2 separate regions of the Mus musculus genome follow, and region 2 is linked to region 1. A link is a contact called in public Micro-C data. All regions are on one chromosome and are shown on one strand. Each heading gives the region's core, a stretch centred on a gene start, on an enhancer-like site or on the middle of the called end of the contact. The rest is flanking DNA. Distances are from core to core; before and after follow the strand shown. Region 1 holds the start of Siva1 (SIVA1, apoptosis-inducing factor). Region 2 holds the start of Btbd6 (BTB (POZ) domain containing 6).

Region 1 (7,830 bases), core at 3,365-5,864:
TTCAGTACCCACGTGTCAGCTCACAGCTGTCTGTAGCTCCAGTTCCAGGTGATCCTATGACCTCTTCTGACCTCTGTGGGCACCAGGCATGTATGTGGTACACATACATGCATGCAGGCAAAACACTTATATATATAAAATAAAATTCTAAAAATCTAAAAATGGCTATTTAATAAAAACCCACCCTACTTGGCGAACAATCAGACCCTTTGCCAGAGGAATGGAAAGCACACACTACAACGTTGTTTTTTGTTTGTTTTAAAGATTTATTTATTTATTTTATATATATTAGTACAATTATAGCTGTCTTCAGACACACCAGAAGAGGGCGTCAGAACCCATTACAGATGGTTGTGAGCCACCATGTGGTTGCTGGGAATTGAACTCAGGACCTCAGGAAGAGCAGTCAGTGCTCTTAACCGCTGAGCCATCTCTCCGGCCCCCAACATGCTGCACAGTTAAGGGACATTTTTTAAAGTGTGTGTACATGTATACAGAGGCAGAGGGCAGCCTCAGGCACACCCTCAGGAACACTGGCTACCTCTTTTTAAGATAGGCTTTGTCATTGGCCTAGAGCTCACCCAGTGGGTTGTACTTGCTGTCAGTGAGCCCCAGGGCCCTACCCCCCTAGTCCTGGGATGACCAGAACTCCACCAGACTAGCATTAGTGTTCATGGCCTCTCTTCTGCACTCACGGCCTCTCTTCTGCGCTCACGGCCTCTCTTCTGTGCTGTTGCCTTTCAGTCAAATGGGTCGGCGTTGGGAAGTCCAGAGAGTCCATGATCCAGCTTTTTTAGATGCCAAGTGGAAGCCGGCAGGCCACACCACAGTGTGCCACCGTGAGTGACAGCCGCAGCCGAGACCCTCGGCAGTGCCACCAACACCTTCAACGAAACAGTCTGAAGCTATTTTCCATACTTTTATTTTTCTATGTATGTTTTCAGCTTGAAATTGTTGAGCCCTACAACAATTTTACATGTGTGAAATCAACACTGTGTACATTTAAAAAAAAATCTGCTTTTAAAATGAGCCTAAGTGCTCATAACAGAGGCCTTCACTGACTGATTGTCACATGGTATGTGTTCAGTTGGAGCCATGTCATAATAAACATAGCCAGGGGTCACTGAGCCACCGAGAGGTCATTACACCTGTCTTGACTTCGTCCTTGTTACTTTTAACCACGAATGACAGCCTTTCCCAATGACCATGGCCTACCTGATGCCCTCCCAGAAAACAAAACCCCAGCAGCCGTCTGAGGAGTGTTGCCCCCAGCCCAGGACCCATGAGAGGAAAATCAGAAGCAGACAGAACCAGACTGCACAAAGTGCAGCTTCCTCGGGGCTTATAGACAGCGAAGCAGGAACCCATTTCCCAGGGTGAGAGAAAAAGGCTCACACAAAGTCAGACAAAAGTGGCTCCAGGTCATCTGAAAGGTGCCTGCCTTCAAAACAAAACACAACGATTGTCCAATCAAGCAGTGGTGTGTGTGTCTTCACAATGGGGTGGCTGAGGGACACTTTCCTCCAGAGCCTGAGAGAGTACCAGCATTCCCTGGTGGGCAATGTGCATGTTTGTTTGTTTGTTTGTTTGATTGTTTGTTTTGAGACAGGGTTTCTCTGTGTAGCCCTGGCTGTCCTAAAACTCACTCTGTAGACCAGGCTGGCCTCAAACTCAAGAAATCTGCCTGCCTCTGCCTCCCAAGTGCTGGGATTAAAGGTGTGTGCCACCACGCCCAGCTGCTCAGCCGGACTCTTACATTTTTGGTGTCAGGGAGCTACAGTGTTATGCTTGCTCAGAAAACAATATCCAGGGCTGGTGAGATGGCTCAGCAGGTAAGAGCACCCGACTGCTCTTCTGAAGGTCCGGAGTTCAAATCCCAGCAACCACATGGTGGCTCACAACCATCCGTAACGAGGTCTGACTCCCTCTTCTGGAGTGTCTGAAGACAGCTACAGTGTACTTACATATAATAAATAATAAATAAATCTTTAAAAAAAAAGAAAAAGAAAACAATATCCAGCAAGCGTATGCAAGACAGATTTGTATATTACAGGGTTCCCAGAAGTGAGCATCTGAGCACACACATTTCTAGAGCTGCCAGGGTATCCTTCCTGCCTCCAGGGACAGAGCAGCCCAGACAGCCCCTCATCATCCTAGCCAGACACTTGGTCACTGTCCCCAGGAGCTTCTCCAGACTGAACGAGACATGTCTTACTAGTACTGCCTCTGCTCCATGCTCACTGCGACATCAAGAGGCCTCGAATGACGTGCCAGCATTTGGGGTCCATTAGGCCATCCCCACTCTGGAGACATATTGTGTTTTCACTTCCATGACAAAACATCTAAAGAAAAAAAAAATGGAGAGGATTTATTTTGGATCACTGTTTCACAGATTTTAGTCCATGGCCAGGCTGGCTCCGTTATTCGGGGTCTGTGGTGAGGCAGAAGCATCGTGGTGGGAGGCATGCCATCACGAAGGAAGGAGTGAGACAGGACAGAGATGTGGTAAGGGATACTGTCAGACACACTCTCAGTGCGAGTGCGGCGTTTCCTCCAACCAGGTCTCACGTAGAAGCTGATTACCCAGAAACTCACTGCTGTGAACAGGCACCATGACCAAAGCAACTTTTTTTTTTTCTTTTTCACATCTTTTCTTTTTTTCTTTTTTGGTTGTTTTCAAGACAGGGTTTCCCTGTGTAGCCCTGGGTGTCCTGTAGACCAGGCTGACCTCGAACTCAGAAATCCACCTGCCTCTGCCTCCCAAAGGCTGGGATTAAAGGGGTGTGCCACCACCGCCCAGTCAACCACCAAGGCAACTCTTATAAGGATAACATTTAATTGGGGCTGGCTTCTAGGTTCAGAGGTTCAGTCCATTATCATCAAGGCAGGAACATGGCAGCGTCCAGGCAGGCATGGTGCAGGCAGAGCTGAGAGTTCTACATCTTCATTCAAAGGCAGAGAGGAGAAGATTGGCTTCTAGACAGTTAGGACTAGGGTAATAAAGCCCACACCCACAGTGACACACTTACTCAGACAAGGCCACACCTCCTAATAGTGCCAACCCCTGGGCCCAGCATATACAAACCACAGCCATCCTGACCTTATTACCCTTCAATCATGACGTCATCTGAGGACGGAGCCTTCAACACTTCATATTCATACTAGAACGGGAGTCAGGCCCAGTGGAACCCCATGGCGCTTGTACAGACTGCACTAGGAAGTGCGGATTCTGGGAGGAAAAAGTCCATTATCTTAACATGAACAACAGCCTTCTTAGTGGTGGTTCCTGGGACAGGTCGCTGGATTTAAGCCATGCAGTAGGGGACAAACGCATGACTCCACACAGAGGTATCATCCATTCTGCACAGTTCTACAACCGGGGAAACCACCATTTGGGGGTGGGGGTGGGGGTGGGGAAGCACAGCAGTCAGTAGTCACTGGACCCTATTGTCCTATTTAGAATTGTGCTCCTTCTTTATGTCGAAGGCCTAACTCCCAAGAGTCAGAGTGTGATTGTATCTGGATACAGTTTTTTGTTCGGTATTTTGAGACTGGGTCTCTCTACCTAGCCCAGGCTGGCCTCCAACTCACAGAGATCAGCCTGCCTCTGCTTTCTGAGAGCTGGGATTAAAGGTGTGAGCCAACACACAGGGCTGGTGGATATAGTCTTAAAGAGTTAAAACAGGGTCCTTAGGGCAGAACTTAATTCAAAGTACTGGGTGTTATTATGAGATGAGGACACACACACACATCCAGTAAGGACACAAAAGTTTTTATTTGTAGATTCTGGAAGACAGAAGCCTGCAGAGAACCTGACACTTTGATCAGAGACTTCCATTCTACAAAGTCTGGAGAATTAACGGGTGCTGTGTGTACACTCCGGGTCTCCTGTACTCCAAGATGAGCACAAAACTTAATGCACCCGAATAACTGACGTTCCGATTGTGTAGAAATAGAAGGACTGAGAAACCCCTCAGCATCACTGTTTTGCCTGTTCAACATGTTAGAAGACACCACAATATTTTTAAATCCTGACCAGCGGACCCGCAGGTGACGCCATAAACCCTCAGGCTCCCTGCCCAAGATCAGACCTAAGGGAACACAAGAGGAACTCGTAGGGGAAGATGGGTGCCCGTATCCACTAAGATCAGGAGCTGGGACAAAACCCGCCACCCTACTGTTTGATACTGATATCTCACCTATCACCTATCACCGTTGCTTAGCGACAACAGAGCCTTCAGGCTTTTCGCGCGCTGAGCCCCGCCCTCGATCTCGTGCTGGTTTATGCAGAGCCCCTTAGCACACGAGTCCCGCCCCCAACGTAGCATCCCGCTAATCCCGCGCCCCACCCCAGAGCCCCGCCTCTTAGTTCCCGGCCTATCCTGAGCTGTGACATAAACTAGCCCCGCCCCAACACAACCCCCCCCCCCCTCGGCCTATCCCGTGCCACGCCTTGCGCAGACCTCACCTCGCCGCGCCAGCGCCCTTGGCCTTTTCCCGCGCCCTGCATTCCAGCCACTGCCTCCCTCAGCCTATCCCTCGCCGTTAACTGCGTAAGTCCCGCCCCCGACGTCACTCCGGCCTATCCCGCGCAGCGGGGCCCGTTTGAGGCGAGCCCCCAGCCTTTCTCCGGCCTATTGGGCGCCGCGCCCTCGTCGGCTCGGGCCTCCGCCGCGGTCCGAGGGCGCCGTGACGTGTGCTCGGCGCGCGGCGCGCTGCGCGCTGCTGAAGGCTGTGTCTGGTACCCGCTACCATGCCCAAGCGGAGCTGCCCGTTCGCAGACGCAGCCCCGCTCCAACTCAAAGTCCACGTGGGCCTGAAAGAGCTGAGCCACGGTGTGTTCGCCGAGCGCTACTCACGCGAGGTCTTCGGTGAGTGTGGACTTCCGTGGGTAGAGCGCGCTACGCCGCGCAGGGCAGCGGGAGACCGCGGGAGCGTCCCGAGCGCTCACGGTGGATGCTGCTTCAGGCGGCTCCCGGAGAAATCCGAGTCGGACCCGAGTGCTGCCGAGCGGACTAGCCTAGCGCGGGACCGACGCGGGGACTGGGTTCGAGTGGGCGTGATGGCGTAGACTGCCCTGAGCCCTCGCAAGTGGCCTTTGTAGCGGATGGATGTTGCTGAGCATTGCCTTGCAGTGATGGCTTTCTGGGGCAGGTGTAACGCAGTGTACCGTAGCTTGGCGCAGTTTGCGGCCGTATAACTTTGAGCGGTGCCGCTGCGCCTTTGGAATGTGCGGGAAAACAAACTCCCTACGCAGCCCCAGTATTTGTCCTTTCCCTCTCTGTACTCTGGGAATGCAAACTCAAGTGCTGAGACGCAGGGGCGATGCGTGAAGGGACAGGACTGAGCTGCAAAGAGTGTGCCTCCCCCCACGCCCCCCAGTCTAGACATGGCCTGGCGTCGTGGCTTGTTTTTTGACGCCAGCACTCAGAAGGGAAAGGCATGGGCTTTATGGTGAGATGTCTTAAAACAGCAATAACAATGCAAACACGGCCCAGAAAATGCCTCAGCTGGTTAAAGTGCAGTCTATGCAAGCCTGGACATGAGTCAGGTCCCAAGAACATACAGTAGGAGAGAATTCCTGAAAGTTGTCTTCCGACCACACTCATAGTAACTAAATAGCCAAGTAAATTAATTTTTTTTAAATGTAAGCATGCAGTTGAAAAGAAGGCCTAAGTGTTAATTGGAACCTAACAGCCTGGCTCTACCCTTCTGAGGACTTGTGTGTTGGAGCATTTGCCAGGCCACTCAGAGCCAGCCAGTCAGGAAGGGGTGCAGGGCTCTAGCGAGTTTTATAGTACACACAGTTTACCAAAACCCCAGCCCACACTCTGGACTCTGCTGGACCAGGAGGCCTTAAGGAGAAAATTGCTCTCATAATGGAATGTGGGTTTGAGCCCCACCTGTGTTAAGAGTACCCCTCCAGGAACTCTTCCCATTTCTTGTTTTTCAGACAGGCTTTCACCGTGTATCTTAGCCTGGCCTTGAACTTAAGTAATTCTGTCTTAAAGTAGGAGGCAACTGAGCTGGGAATAGCCACTCTCTTTGAGTTTTTGTTTGCTTCCAGTGTCACAGAGAGGTCCCTGGGTCGTGGGAGTGAGTATTTCTAGAACTCGCAACAGTGTTTCCCTTTAGGGCTCCCTGGGCCTGAAGCCCGAAAGGAAGCAATCCACTGTTATAGGTGTGAGCAGCCAGTTACCCGGGGTTGGTGGGTGGCAGGGCTGGAACATCTGGGAGGTCTTTGTCAGGGGGTTGTTGTCATTGTCCCTTTAGTAAAGTTGTTCACTGGCCTGGCAATGGTTGTAGGTGCTGTTCTAAACTCGTGTCTGTTTTCTGCCTCCTTGGGACACTTGCTTTTGGGAATGAATGGTTCTGAGCCAGAGCTTTCTCTGGCACTGAGACAAGCTTACAGGAGGAGGACTGGGAGTGCAAAGAGGGCACCAACCAGGTGAAGTGAATAGCTGTGGCTGCTGACAATAGAATAATGGGAGGAGCACCGGAGTGGAGCACAGCCTGGTGGCTGGGAACAGGCAAAGGGGGCTCCGAGCCTTGTGGGTCATAGGATATCTGTGCAACCGCTTTGCGGTTTGGAGAGTTATCTTAAGGAAGGCTCTTCCTCCCCAGAAAGAACCAAGCAGCTCCTTTTCCAAGGGGCTCGGGCCTATAGAGATCACATATCGAGCGAAGATTGTTCCGTGAACCACCTGCAGGAGTCACTGAAGTCTGGTGTGGTAGGAGCCCCTCAACCTGCGAGGGGACAGATGTTGATTGGACCTGATGGCCGACTGACACGGTGCCAAGCTCAGGCCTCAGAAGGTGGTGAGTGGCCGCCAGTGGGGCTGACCTGCTGTTACACCTAGGGAAGATGGTGGCAGTGTTCTGTTCAAGAGCCTTGACTACCTGGGCAAACAGGATCTACTTAGAGCAGTGGTTCTCAGCCTGTGGGTCACAACTCTTCGACAAATCTCTGTCTTTAAATATATTTATGTTGCGAGACTCATGACAGTAGCAAAATTAGTTATGAAGTAGCAATGAAAATGCTTACATGGTTTGGGGTCACCACAACATGAGGAACTGTATATATTAAGGGGTCACAGCCTTAGGAAGGTGGAGAACCACTGCCTTAGAGCCTGGTAAGTGGAGCAAATGTTGCTGGGCAGTCTGACCCTCACAGGCATCCAGAGTGGACGTCAACAGGTTCCAACTGGCATCTCAAGCTCTCCTGGTGCCCCACCTGCAGTAAGAAGATGCCAGTCCGTTCCCTGTTGAGGGGTGGTTCTCGTGTGACTCGTGAAAAACAGGACTCTGCTTCAGCCCAGAAGCCTCTGGGCTGACCAGTGAAACAGTAAACCCCATCTTGAGACCCAGACAGATAGAGAGTTCTGATAGAGTACTCCGGCCATCCTAGCAACAGGCAGGTGATCTGTCCTGGAGTCCTGTGACCAGTCCTGGGAATGAATGCCTCATCGTGAGCCTTTAGTCTAGTGCTCCAGGTGGCTGATAGATAGGTTGCCAAAAGGACTCGGTTGCAGGGGAAGAAGGGTGCCTGTCACCCTCGTGTTCTTCCAGTGTCCTTCCAATGCTCACAGCCTCGGTGTTTTCTCCTCACAGGCCTTCCCAGGACAGCGCCCATCGCTTGTTCATCGTGCATGAGATCTGTGGATGGGAAGGCGGTCTGCAGCCAGTGCGAGCGGGCCCTGTGTGGGCAGTGTGTATACACCTGCTGGGGCTGCGGTGCTTTGGCCTGTGTGCTGTGTGGCCTTGCAGAGTGAGTGCTTTGACCTGATCACGGTCCCTCTCCGTCAGGGCACAGGTGCTGGGTGGGTGACT
Region 2 (7,830 bases), core at 1,863-4,362, 330 kb after region 1:
GCCATATGGCCTACACTGTACCTGCTCCACAGAGGCCGGAGGGGCGCCGGCCCGTGTGCATCCAATCCCTTTTCATTCTCTGCAGAAGCCTCAAGGCTGTCATGGATACTTCATGGTTCTTCTCCCCAAACTCCAGCAGATGAGCAAAGCGTGGAATGTACAAGCATGGGTCTACACAGTAAACATAACACAGAACCTAAGACAGTGCATATGCATTTGTGCACACAGAGCACTAAGCAGTGCCCTGCAGCTGGGTGGCTTTACCCACGTCTCCCTGAGGTCCCCTCCCTAAAGCACAGTCTCTGACCCTCAGCTGTGCTTACTGGTCCTGGGGAACTGCTGCCTCCACACGGCACAGTTCTGGGCATGTATGGCAAAAGGTGAGGGGACAACTCCCACCTTCTCTCAGAGGGTGATGAGAGGCTGGAGAACAGGCCAGGTATGGGCTCTTCTCACGCAGCACCCTGAATTCCCTCAATGTCCTGGCCGTTGTCAGATCAGCATCTTACAAAATGAGCACAGTGGGCATACAGGTGCACGTGCGCGTTCACAGTTGTTTCTTCTTAGTGCCTGGCACGCTGCTGAGTACCGAAAGTTCAGTCAAAGGTTCATGGAGCTCACAAATGGAGCCAGCAAGAACAACCAAGTCACTTCATCATTCAGTTCATTACCCTGCCATTAGTGCTCTGACAGAAGCCACTGGTTAGGGACAGAGGAGATCTCAGGACTTGTGTAGGAAGAGCCACTTCTGCTCAGGTCTGAGAAGCAGGCAGCTTGGAGAGCACTGGCAATAACAACAGAGGAGGGGCTGGGGTGGCTCAGCCTCTTGGAGAAGCTGGGAGAAGGAATCAATCCGTCTAACTTGTCTTTCCAGACAGCAGGAAGGGAAAGAAATGGAGGTCAGCTGCTGACTGGTCCCCAGCCCTCCTTCCAGGCTAACTGACTTCTACAAAGGGAATCCATGAGACCGACCACATAGACAAGGACCCACTCCAGCTCACACAGACTCAAGAGAAAAACGCTGAGACTCTGCCTTGTGACTGGGAAGATGGGTAGGGAGGACCCTCGGGTTCTGGAATCTGAGGCCAGCCTAGAGAGCACAGATAGACCCCACATCTTACAAAAGCAAAACACTACAGAAGGACTTCGGGGTGGGGTTAAATGAGCAGAGAAGATGGAGGTCCTGAAGCAGCCTACTTTATCTTCTTTAAGTAGTGGAGTCTGTCTGCACATGGGGACAGAGCTGCAGTCATGCAATGCAAGGACACTGGAAACAGAAATGTCTAAACCAAAGGAAGGGAAGAAGATGACGTCTGGGGAAAGGACTAAGGTGGATACACGTCAGCAGACTACATTTACTAAATAGACTTTAAATTCTCTGTCTCACAAAGTAATCCTTTTGCACGGTCTGTGGAAGTTATGAAGATGGCACGTGTATTAAAGAACAAAGAAACCAAGACGGGCCTGATGACTCATGCTTGTAATCCCAGCACCCAGGAGGCAGAGGCACGTGGATCTCTAGGAATTCAAGGCCAGCCTGGTCTACATAGAGAGCTCCAGGACAGTCAGGGCTGCACATCGAGACCCCGTCTCAAAAAAAGCAAACAAATAAAGGGGGCGGGGAGGACACAAGATGTAAGGGCAGTCTCTTCAGCAAACAGGCTGGAAACAAAGTTTACTGTCACATGTAGTACTCTGCCCAAACAGACCAAAGGTGTACACATTAAAAAGATAACAACAACCACCACCAATAGCAAAACCATGGAGAACACAGAGCAATGATTTAACACAAGCAAAAACAGACAAACATAGTAACTTCAGACTGCAAAGAATCAATGCAGCAAAGGAGTCTGTCCAGTCAAGACAACCACAAAAAAGGGAGAAAGCATCTGTCCTAAAGACTGAGCTCAATGCAGTGAAGAAGCAGACTGATTGGAAAGTGGGCAAACGACTCATGGAGGTACTTCTTCCAAGAAGATATACAAATGACCAAGAAACACAGAAAGGTTGACATCAGCAATCAAGATTCCACCTCATATCCACTAGCATAGCCTCTATAAAACCCAGAACATTATAACAAGGTTTACCCAGGATGAGGGAAAAGAGCAGTGCACGCTGTGGAGGACTGATAAATAATACAAGCACGAACAAAGGCCATTGCAAAGTTTGCTCAAACAAGTAACTGTATCTGGACAGTGATGGTGCACTCAGGAGGCAGGCAGGCAGATCTGAGGCTAGCTCCAGGACAGTCAGCGCTACACAGAAAATCCCTGTCTCAAAACCTAAGGGGCGGGGGGAGCACGAAGCACTGGATATGACTCAGTGCTTAAGAGTGGTTATTGCTCTTGCTGAAGAGCCAGCACCCATCTACCCACAGCTCACAGCTCACAACCATCTGTATCTCTAGTCTTAGGAGATCCAACAGCCTCTCCTGGCCTTTGCAAACACCAGGTACAGGCAAAACATCCACATCCATAAAATAAAAATGAGAAATCAAGAGCTACCATTTTATCCAATCATCTCACTTCTGGATAAAGACCCAAAGAATTGCAATTAGGATCTGGAAAGGATAAAATTGCCTCCCTATGGTCAGCACAACTGGGATATAGAGTTGATATATACACGGTTGGATAAACTGGCAAACAAAATGTAACCCATTGGAGTAGTCAACTTAGAAAGGAAGGTCTATGTAGAAAGTTTGAGGTCACCCTGTGGCACATGAGGTCTAGACTCATGACAGAAAAAGAAATTCCGACATAACAGGTGTACTGCCCTTGACTTTGTGCTCTGTTAAAGAAGCTGTACACAAAAAGGGAGATCAAGCCTTGCGTTAGAGACTCATTTCCTCCACGAAGAAAAGCTAGCTGGGTCAGGTGATTTTTCAAAGCCTGAGCTGTTGGAAAAAAAATCTCATTTCTGAGTGATAGAAGGTGCAACCACAACTCGCCCTTAAACCTGGGCACCCGGGCGGAGCTTCAACACCTCCCCCAGGGGCGGGGCCCTGGAACGAGGAGTCGCGTCTTGACGCACAGTGACGAGAGACGCCGGCGCCGCAGCAGTGGGTACGGGCGGGACGGCGCCCCCTGCGGCCGAGCCGCGGGCTCGGTGAGGGGTGTGGGGTGCGGGTGGGTAGCGGGCAGGGCCGGCGTGGCCCCATGCTGCTGCCGCTCGCCTGCCTGCATGGGCGGGTGGCGCAGTGCCTAACCTCCCTGCTGGTGCTCGCAGAGCCGTTTCCCAGGCCCCGTCGCGGCGCGAAGGCGCGCGGCGCAGCACCGACCAGTGCGGAGCCCGCCCCGGCAGTAGCGAAGATGGCCGCGGAACTGTACCCGCCCGCCAGTCCCTCTGCAGCTACTGCCACCGACATCGCCAACAGCAACGCGGCAGGCGCAGCCGAGAGCACGAAGGTCGGGCTTTGCTGCCCGCCCTGCCTGGCACCCGCCCCGCTGCCGCCCTTGCCCGCGCCGCCCTTGCCAGACAACAACAATCCCGAGAGCCCCAACTGGCAGTCCTTCCATCCTACGCTGCGCGAGAGGTGAGCCGCCGCCCGCCCCCGGGCTCTGGAGCCCGGGCGCGCGCCGTTCCAGCCCGTGTGCCTCTGCCCTTTGCAGGAATGCGCTCATGTTCAACAACGAGCTGATGGCTGACGTCCACTTCATCGTGGGGGCTCTGGGGGCTGCCAGGCGTGTGCCCGCCCACAAGGTGGGTAAGGGCGCAGCCCTGTCCCCTGGTGGGCCTGGCTAGGTGCGTCTCCCTGGACCTTGTTTACTGCCCTGTAGCTCAGGTGGTTTTCTTTCATCCACAGTATGTCTTGGCTGTCGGCAGCTCCGTCTTCTATGCCATGTTCTACGGGGATCTTGCGGAAGTGAAGTCAGAAATCCACATTCCCGATGTGGAGCCTGCTGCCTTCTTGGTCTTGCTAAAGTAAGTGCTGTGCGCTGGGTCTGGAAGGATGGGGTGGTTACCTTCCAATGGTCCCCTACCTGTTTGCTACAACCCCAGAGGTTGTGCAGGGGAGCCCTTGCAGCTCCCCAGGAGAGCCCCTGCCTTACGCAGGTACATGTACAGCGATGAGATCGACCTGGAGGCGGACACAGTGCTTGCCACTCTGTATGCTGCTAAGAAGTACATCGTGCCTGCCCTGGCCAAGGCCTGCGTCAACTTTCTGGAAACAAGTCTGGAAGCCAAAAATGCTTGTGTCCTGCTGTCCCAGAGCCGACTGTTTGAGGAGCCTGAACTGACCCAGAGATGCTGGGAAGTCATTGATGCACAAGCTGAAATGGCCCTGAGGTCTGAAGGCTTCTGTGAAATTGACCGGCAGACACTGGAGATCATTGTGACCAGGGAGGCCCTCAATACCAAGGAGGCTGTGGTCTTCGAGGCCGTCCTGAACTGGGCTGAGGCAGAATGTAAGAGACAGGGCCTCCCAGTCACTCCTCACAACAAGAGGCATGTTTTGGGAAGAGCCCTCTACCTGGTCCGAATTCCAACTATGACCTTAGAGGAGTTTGCCAATGGTGCCGCCCAGTCAGACATCCTGACCTTAGAAGAGACCCACAACATCTTCCTTTGGTACACTGCTGCCAAAAAGCCCCTCCTTGACTTCCCCCTGACCAAGAGGAAGGGCCTTGCTCCACAAAGGTGCCACCGCTTCCAGTCTTCTGCCTACCGAAGTAACCAGTGGAGGTACCGTGGACGCTGTGACAGCATCCAGTTTGCAGTGGACAGAAGGGTGTTCATTGCTGGGCTGGGCTTGTATGGGTCCAGCTCTGGGAAGGCTGAGTACAGCGTCAAGATTGAACTCAAGCGGCTAGGGATGGTCCTGGCTCAGAACCTCACCAAGTTTGTTTCAGACGGATCCAGCAACACTTTCCCAGTCTGGTTTGAGCACCCGGTCCAGGTGGAGCAGGACACCTTCTACACTGCCAGTGCTGTCCTGGACGGCAGTGAGCTCAGCTACTTTGGGCAAGAAGGAATGACAGAGGTGCAGTGTGGGAAGGTAGCCTTCCAGTTCCAGTGCTCCTCAGACAGTACCAATGGGACTGGAGTTCAGGGTGGACAGATTCCAGAGCTCATCTTCTATGCCTGAGGCGTAAGGTTGGAGTGGACTTGCCACCAGGCTCTTCCTCCATAGAGTCCACACAGTAAGTGCAGTGGAGGTGCAGGACACTTCCAGCTGCCTTACTGATACCATTCAAGGCTTGGCTTTCTCTATCAGCCAGAGTCTGAAACTTGACTTCTCACAGCCCGTGTCCGCTGACCCTAGACAGCATTCCACAGGTGGAAGGAAGACTTGGGTCCAAGGTCGTCCCCGATCCCTGCCAGTGACACCCAAGCTTCAGGACCCTTGGATTTCCCTCCCCCTTTGGATTCTAAGTGATTTCAGCCTACGTTGAGGCCTCCCATTCAAGCCACAAATTGCTGAAAAGTCACTTAAAATAGTTCCATCCTATTTAAGTGAATTTTCGTAATAAAGGTTTCACAGAACAAGAACCAAATGTAGATAAGTGACTGTAGGAATTAAGTGGGGCACTCTCTTTCTCAATTCCACTGAGAAGACCGTCTTGTCTGAGAGTCTGCAGTGTAAAGCTGTTGGAATCAAACCATGTCTTAGGGAAGTCATCTATCCCAAGATGCCTGCGGCTCCTGGGCTGGCTTCTCTCAAAGGCTGCAGAACTCTGCAGAAGGTGGCACCTCACGCTCTATTGCAGGGTTAGATTTTAAGAGTGGGCTATGTGCTCTGCTGCCTGCTTGCTGTGGGCCACTAGCAGGGCAGTGGTCTCTGGGGCAAGAGCATGTGCCTTAGCCCAGTGTGCCTAACAGCAGAGGCTTGGCCCTGTTGGGACCCTCTGCTGTGGCCTCACGTGGTACTTCTACATGAGTTGATGCTTCAGAAACCATAAAATCCCCATCTTTGCACATGGCAAGGACCATGGCTAGACGGCATCTGTTCTTGGAGCGTCCCTCAGTTGTGAGAAGACCCCTGCCTTTCTCACGGTACCTGCTTCAAACAGTACAGATTCCCAACATGAAGCACTGTACTCTTTCTCTTTGTGTCCTGGCCGTCATTTGACAGGCACTGGTAGGCCTTCTGAGTTTGTACAATAACGCCCTACTGGCTATATTTACCACAAATTTTAGGAGACTTTTTTAACCTTTGGTGTCTAATACTTTGACCTGACATCCTCCTACTCTGAGATCTTTGGCTGGTTAGTTTCCTATCTGAGCCCAACCTACCTATAGCTGGTGCGTTGATGCAAAGCTCCCTCGCCAAGAGCAGGAACGTCTTCCCCAACACATACACGTTAACCTAGGGCAAGAAGAAGACAGGAATCGGTGTTCAAGAAAACATTTGCTGCTTTTTTTCCTTCCTTTTTAAAATAATTTGTTGGGTTTTTTTGAGACAGGGTTTCTCTGTGTAGTCCTGGCTGCCCTGGAATCAGGCTGGCCTCTACCTCCTGAATGCTGGTTAAGGCGATCACCACCACACCAGCTCAGCTGCTGTTTTCTTAAAATGACTGTTTCATTGTTCAGTCTTCAAAGAACCCATTGCCAGAGACCCCTGCTTGGCTAGGAAAAGTCCACACCATGCCTCTACTGGCCTCTACACCCGGAGGGCCCACCTCCTTCCTATAGGGCTGCCCAGACTCCCCTACTCTTTTTCAACGGTTGCTTAGAAAAGTTGTGGGTACACATTAGAGTATGGTAGGTAATGCAGTAGCTGGAATCCCAACTGTTTCCTCCAATACCCTCACCTCAAGTCCTTATCTGCCATGAAGCCTGCCGCCCAGCTTGGGCCACCTGCCATAGCTCTTTCTTCTCTGCCACAGGAGTAAGCAGTAGAACTAAGTCCATCCTAGGAGGGATGGACCAAGTGTTGGAATGGGAGTAGCGCTATCAGTTGTCAGGGAAGCAACGGTTTGCCAGTGTGTAGAACCCCTACCATGCAGTTGTAGCTCAGTATAATACTGTAATACATTAACCTGGGACACTCAGGCCTGCCCCACCCTCAGAGGTCCTTCCCATCCTCAGCTACCTGAAAACCCCACTGCACTCATGCGAGACCACTCCTGGGACTCCTGGGCCTTACAGATATGGTTGGTCTAGCCTTCTGCCTCTGGCCTCCTGAAAGAAGTTCCTTACCTGATCAAGCCTAGCCTGGGGGCCGTTGCTAAGCCCCCTTTCCTGGCATGAAGGTGATAACCAGTAAATGTTTGCAAGACACAGTCTAAAGGATGATACACAATGGTGTCTTCGCTTACATACAGGACGAAAGGGGAGAGTTTGCCTGCTTAGTAAGTCAACCCAGCTGAGAAGGCCAGGTTTAGCCACCATAGCCAATCAGCACTGGGTTGGTCACCTTCTACCCTGGCTGGACACAGGTACTATCTTCCTGAGGTCTTCACAAGGACTAGTGGCTCACAGAGCACTTTTTGAAGTAATTCTTTATCTTCCTAAAGTCTCAAGGGTTGTCTACAAAACTATGGTGTGCATGACTATATAGCCTATGTGAGTATATGACATAAACATGCAGGAATGTGTGATGTTGATGTAAGCATGTGGTATGCAGCCTGTGTTCAGGTATGCAAGTAAGTGTGCTCCTGTGGGAGCACTCTTCCCGAGCATCCTCTCAGGTTCCTCCAGATACCCAGGTACCAATAGACATGGTTGACAATGAGACCTGAACACTACAGAAAGAGTTCTCTAAATAGACTTCAGGTGTAAATTTAAAAAGTTTTAACAACACTTTCCAGGGGTTAGAGAGATGGCTCAATGGTAAAGAACACTTGTTTCTCATGCAGAAACCCAGCACCCACATGGTGGCTCACAACC

Evidence for each region. A called contact is a pair of places that touch in the nucleus more often than the background predicts.
Region 2: a Micro-C map of embryonic stem cells shows a contact between it and region 1, with 3 times the contacts expected there. The contact joins the promoter of Btbd6 here to the promoter of Siva1 in region 1. A contact is called at or near these places in 6 of 39 promoter capture datasets (the HPC-7 cell line, cranial neural crest, embryonic stem cells and 3 more), 2 of 484 Hi-C or Micro-C datasets (cortical neurons and embryonic stem cells) and 2 of 9 other capture datasets (adipose tissue and liver).

The regions. Positions count from the first base shown.
Region 1 is chr12:112,640,214-112,648,043 of GRCm38.p6, forward strand. It overlaps Siva1 (SIVA1, apoptosis-inducing factor), which reads left to right and starts at 4,615. Exons shown (of 4, transcript NM_013929.2): 1 at 4,615-4,871; 2 at 6,625-6,819; 3 at 7,612-7,768. The coding sequence starts at 4,754. It overlaps Gm30101 (a long non-coding RNA gene), which reads right to left and starts at 4,554. Exons shown (of 3, transcript XR_381987.3): 1 at 4,469-4,554; 2 at 3,101-3,229; 3 at 1,991-2,342. Adssl1 (adenylosuccinate synthetase like 1) reads left to right here. Exons shown (of 13, transcript NM_007421.2): 13 at 745-1,142. The coding sequence ends at 797.
Region 2 is chr12:112,973,451-112,981,280 of GRCm38.p6, forward strand. Btbd6 (BTB (POZ) domain containing 6) reads left to right here and starts at 3,113. Exons shown (of 4, transcript NM_201646.2): 1 at 3,113-3,532; 2 at 3,609-3,699; 3 at 3,803-3,921; 4 at 4,054-5,490. The coding sequence starts at 3,156. The coding sequence ends at 5,086. It overlaps Brf1 (BRF1, RNA polymerase III transcription initiation factor 90 kDa subunit), which reads right to left. Exons shown (of 18, transcript NM_028193.3): 5 at 6,235-6,307; 6 at 22-171.